Linked DNA regions of Sus scrofa: region 2 is linked to region 1. Evidence: chromatin contacts called from public Hi-C data. All regions are on one chromosome and are shown on one strand. The core of a region is the stretch at or near the end of the contact, and the rest is flanking DNA. Distances in the headings are between cores, read along the strand shown. Region 1 holds the start of NEIL2 (endonuclease 8-like 2). Region 2 overlaps LOC106508068 (a long non-coding RNA gene).

What was found. A called contact is a pair of places that touch in the nucleus more often than the background predicts.
Region 2: a Hi-C map of fetal liver shows a contact between it and region 1, with 2.5 times the contacts expected there. The contact joins the enhancer-like site here to the promoter of NEIL2 in region 1. A contact is called at or near these places in 4 of 5 promoter capture datasets (fetal liver, fetal skeletal muscle, liver and 1 more), 30 of 47 Hi-C or Micro-C datasets (adipose tissue, alveolar macrophages, blood and 15 more) and 2 of 2 datasets of contacts at active chromatin or transcription factors (alveolar macrophages and skeletal muscle).

The regions. Positions count from the first base shown.
Region 1 is chr14:14,943,763-14,946,499 of Sscrofa11.1, forward strand. It overlaps NEIL2 (endonuclease 8-like 2), which reads left to right and starts at 1,367. Exons shown (of 5, transcript XM_003359058.4): 1 at 1,367-1,522.
Region 2 is chr14:15,072,734-15,075,470 of Sscrofa11.1, forward strand. It overlaps LOC106508068 (a long non-coding RNA gene), which reads right to left. Exons shown (of 3, transcript XR_002338631.1): 3 at 1,606-1,751. It also overlaps the pseudogene LOC110256701. Among named protein-coding and RNA genes, the nearest start is that of DEFB136, 37 kb to the right of the region's middle. Within about 2 kb of position 1,393, at least 1 of the 83 cell types and tissues checked has an H3K27ac peak or open chromatin away from gene starts, as enhancers often do. A contact at or near this core is called in fetal liver, where this site is marked.

The sequences.
Region 1 (2,737 bases), core at 117-2,616:
TTTATAGATGAAGAAACTGAGGTACAGAAAAGTTACTTGCCCAAGGTCTGCCTCCTGAGTGGGAGGATTTGGACCCCGATAGTCCAATGCAGGAACAATGCTCTTTGCTGCTCTTCTGTCGAGTTGCTCTTCTGGGAGTTTGCCATTTTCCACGCAGATTCAGCAACTTTATTGTCATAGAGTGGTGACTACATGCATTTGCATAGCACTTTATAGTTTATGGGTTTCATTATCTAATATCTAATTTAACCACTCATTCAAAGAGTAATTATTAAGTGCTCACCAACTGCCAAGTACAGTGCCCCAAGTCCTTGCTGTCCCACCTGTGTCCCTGGACCACCAGCAGCCACAGCATCTCCTGGGAGCTTGTTGAAAAGGAAAATCTTGGGCCCTCTACACACCAGAGTCAGAATCTGCATTTAAACACGATTAAGGAGTTCTCATTGTGGCTCAGCAGGTTAAGAACCTGACACAGTATCCATGAAGATTCAGGTTCGATCCCTGGCCTCAAACAGTGGGTTAAGGATCCGGCGTTGCCACAAGCTGCAGTATAGGTTGCAGATATGGTTGTGGCAGAGACCAGCAGCTGTAGCTCCAACTTGACCCCTGGCCAGGGAACTTTCATATGCGGTAGGTGCAGCCCTAAAAAGAAAAACAAAACAAAAAAACAAACAAAAAAGACTCCCAGGTGATTCATATGCACATTAAAGTTTGAGAATCCCTGCTTTGTAATATTTCCATAATAACACGATGAAGTTTAATATCGATTTTTTTTTTTTTTTTTGGCAGCACCCAGGACATGCAGAAGTTCCCGGTTAGGAATAGAACCAGGGCCCCAACTGCCTCAGCAGCGACAATGCCAGGTCCTTACACCGCTGAGCCACCAGGCAATTCCCCAAATATTGCTTTTAAAACAAAATTTGTTTACGGTAAAAATTTAAATAATAATATTCAAATAATATAAAATTAAAAAAAAAAAACCCACCCTTGAAAAACTTTACGAAAATTTCTTGACAACTTGTTTCCTTTTCACAATTACCTCGCTAGGATTGGAGGCCCGGCAAAACCAACCAAAAGGCTTCCCTTTGCCTGACCACCCAAAGTGGTCTTGTTTAACTTAATTTTCTCTATAGCAGTCTATCTTCGTATAAGACAATGACCTTTCCAAGGGCGGTTTGTTTCTTCCCTACGTCTGCTCAGACACACTCCCCAACCTCGGCAACTGCCCAGCATCCAGCGACCCCCTTAGGGCAGGAACGGCCCACCTCGCCCCGCCCTCACCACCACTCCCTGTCCCCACCAGGACAGAGCCCCCTCCTCGCCTGGGGGCGGAGCCCCTATATGCCCCACCCCGAGGGAGGAACCTCGAGTTACGCACGCCCCACCTCCGGATGGAGCCCCGCTCCCTTCCAATAAAGCCCCGTGCCCACTCCCGGGGGCGGAGCCTGCGCTCAAGCTGGGCGCCGGGTCCTCTGCAGGCCTCACGGTTGCTGGGGTCCAAGGGTCCACGGCCCAGGAGCCGGTGAGTCCTGCTGCGAGCTCCCACGCGGCGTCGCGCTACCTACGCTGGTGGGTAGGGAGCGGTGCGGCGCGTCCTCGGCGGTGACGGGTCCCCCGCCGGAAATGCAGGGCTTTCCCAAGCTTTACCCTCGTCACTTTATTACCGGCGTGAAAACTCAGTTACCGAACCTTTTAGAAGCGTCTTTTATGGAAACCTGAATTTATCTTTCTTTTTGGCTGTTAACTACTTTTTAGCATTTCTGCCCCTGAGCAATCCGGGTTCTGCAACCAGCCCGCCCCGCACCCTGGGAAGATGCTTTTAGACCCTCCCCAGACAGTGAATGATGTCCTGAGAAAAGGGGACGCCCGCTCCTCTCCTTTTAGCGCGGTCGCTAGGCAGCCCCTTAATTAGCCTCTTGCGGTTAACCGCTGGGGGGAGGGGCTCGAAGGTAGCGGGGTGACCTTATCGAATCTGTGCCCCTTACGGTTCGGATATTTTAAGGATTCGGTAGAGGCAGTTCCCTGCCCAGTTTTCCATCTCCATGAATAAACCTAAAAGAAACATGCCCTTGTGTCAAAAGGTTTTTAAGGATCAGAACTATTCCAGAAGCTTCCTCGGTTGGAGAGGACCAGCGCACATTGCTGGTTGAGGTTCAGCTTAGCCGCAGTGTGGCCAATCTCCCTATAGCCCTGAAGTTTGGTTAGTAGGGTCTCTCCAGGGTCTTGAAGATGTGAAATAGCACATTTAGCGAGGCTAGGGCACCATCAAATTAAAAATATGTATTATAGGATGTGCTGCTAATCAAACTATGAGAAACCATGGATTGTAAGAGGCACCCCCCCTTTGAGAGATTTTTTAAATGCTTTCAAGAATTGATGAAATGCAGGTAGCTACCACCATGCCAGGAAACTGATTAGTTCTTTGGGTTTCCATGATAACTTGCAGTCTTTTGCAGGTGGATAAATAGGTAAGGGTGGGGGGATGCCTTCCCTGTCCTAGAAGCTAGGGGCAGACCACTCAGACTGCCTCATATATGAGCTCCCAGTGAACTTGGATGATTTGGGGCGGGGAGAGATGAGAGTCACAGATACCCTTACATCAGATTAAAATGGAAGCCCAGCTGTTTCTCAGTTATTTCTTTCTCTATTTTTTTCTTTTTACAGCTGCACCTGCAGCACATGGAAGTTCCCAGGCCAAGGGTGGATTGGGAGCTGTAGCTGGGAGCTTTACAGCTGG
Region 2 (2,737 bases), core at 143-2,642, 130 kb after region 1:
AGCACAAAGGCTTGCACACAGAGGATTTCATCATTCTTACCCACTTCTTCACAGAGCAGCTATAGAGCCATTCAAAGGCCACCATAAAACCATAAATAGCAGTTGATCATCCCTGACCATTGAAAGGGTACCTTTTTGCCTTGGCATCAACCAACCTGGCTGAATTCTGGAATGGAGCTTATGGTGATTTTAAGAACTAAATGGAACCTTTCTTTTCTCCCTGGGAATGCCCCACTTTTGAACTGGAACAGACATGTTTTTGTTGTTGTTGTTTCTTTTCTCCATTTGACATCGGTCTGTAAATGGAGAAGTGGTATCGAAACGAAATGAAATGAAAAACCAAAAGAACAAACAGAGAACCCTAAATAAACCCTCAAGTTTAGACTTGGGGTTTTACATGTCACAAGAACCATCAACTCAACCCCATGCAATGTGATTCCTTGGCCAGGCCAATGACTCAGGAGATTGTAAACAATGTAAATAACACATCAAAGGTGACAATACCTGGTGCACAGGATCCCGAGGTAACCCCGGATAAACCCCTTGGGCAGATCCTAACAGGTACTGTGGCCACACATCATTACAATAAAATATCATCTTTCTCTCACCCAGGGGTTCATAGCTGTAAACAGATCACTTATCCAAAATGCACCTGGAGGGCTTTCTTTAGGGATAGTTGAAATATTTCCCAGTTTTTAAAAGACAGAAATACAAGACAGACAAAATACAAATGTCACACACAAATGCTAACAACCAAAGAAACAAATGAATCAGTTCACAAATAGGATAAAAGTCCAGCAATTATTTCCTCTCTCCAAGAGGGTACCTCACTCAAATACAAGAAAACTGGCTAATTCCGGAGGAGGATAAAAAAAGCCCCACCCCAAACAGAAAGGAATAACATTTCCACCTGTACACACCGAAGCAACTTACCCGTCTGCATGGAGCCCATCTGCTGGCTGGTGTCGACTCCTCCTTCCAACTGCCATGCCCTGGGACAGCTGGTGCCACTTCAGGGAATTTTGAAGGGAAGAGCCTCAACACAAGTGGTCCCCGCAGCCGCCAGGGCCTTACCCCAAAATACCAATCCAGGGCTCTCTGGCCACAAGCAGCCAGGCTCCTAGTGGCTTCACCAAAATTTGTTACCAAGTGCATACTTGTTGCACAACAGGCCAATAAACAGAGGAGTTGTTGGGGCAAGGAATGGCGCCTTTTTTGGAAAGCCAGCAGACCAACGAGATGGTAGGTCAGCATTCTAGACAGCCATCTTCCCGAGTTAGAGCTCAGGCTTCTCTCATACTAAAAGGCTAAAAGGGGCATGGGGTGAAGTCCTGGTTCCGGTTCCGGCCAGACTGGGGAAGGGGGTGGTAACCTCTTCCTCCTGCAGCCACTCCCAGGTGGGCCTGGTTAGGCTGTTTCCAGTGGGGTGAGCAAAGGTCTTTTAGCTTAACACTCACTACCTGGGAGGCAGGGTTCCCAGAGGTGGGCCATTATGTATAATTTAGGCTTATAGGCAACATCCCTTTAGTGATTTGCTTGTAATAGAATACAAAGGTTCTTCCCTACTGCATTCCCACCTTCATGAATTATTTTAGCTAGATCTGCTGGGTAACTTACTGAAGCTTCTACATCAGCACGTGCTGCTTCACCTGGCACTTGGTTGTTATGGAGATGGCTTCTTACCTTAAACCTCATGCACCAACCTCTTGCTTCAAATTTTTCTTCTGCAGCTTCCTCACCTCTCAGCCTTCCTAGAATTGAAGAGAGTGAAGGTCTTGCTCTGGATTAGGCTTTGGCTTAAGGGAATATTGTGGCTGGTCTGATCTTCTATATGGACCACTAGAACACCCTCCATATCAGTAATAAGGCTGATGAGTTTTGATATATGCCTACATCAATGAAACCATCACCATTACAAAGATATCTAATACTTGCATCACCCTCAGACTTCCCTTATGCCCCTTTGTAACCACAGGCAACCACTGATAAGCTATTTGTTACTGAGTATTAGTTTCCAATGTTGAGTTTCATTTTTTTGGTTTTTCAAAAAAATTTTTATCGAAATATAGTTGATTTGAAATGTTGTGTTAGTTTCAGGTATACAGCAAAGTGGTTCAGTTTTACAGTATCTAACTATTCTTTTATAGATTATTTTCCATAACAGGTTAAGAATTTTATATTAATGGAATCACAAGGTACATTCTCTTTTATGTCTGGCTCCTTTCATTGAACAGAATGATTTTGAAAATCGCCTATTTTTTTTTAAACTCTTTTATCAGTTCTGTGTTTTATCCATCTTAGAAGGTCAAGAAACTTGCTGACAGACTAACAGAATGATCAAAATGTCCCACACCCAGGCTTTCTCACTGTCTATTGATTGATTGTCTTTTTAGGGCTGCAGCTGCAGCATATGGAAGTTCCCAGGCTAGGGGTCAAATTGGAGCTATAGCCACCAGCCTACACCACAGCAATGCCAGACCCTAGTTACACCACAGCTCACAGCAATGCGGGATCCTTAACCCACTGAGCGAGGCCAGGGATGGAACCTTGGTCCTCATGGATGCTAGTCAGGTTAATTACCACTGAGCCACAACAGAAACTCCTGCTCATCCATCTTATTATGTGTAGCAATGGTTTCCTCCTTAGGAGTTCCCACTGTGGCTCAGTGGTAATGAACCTGACTAATATCCACGAGGACCAGGGTTTGATCCCTGGCCTCACTCAGGGGGTTAAGGAT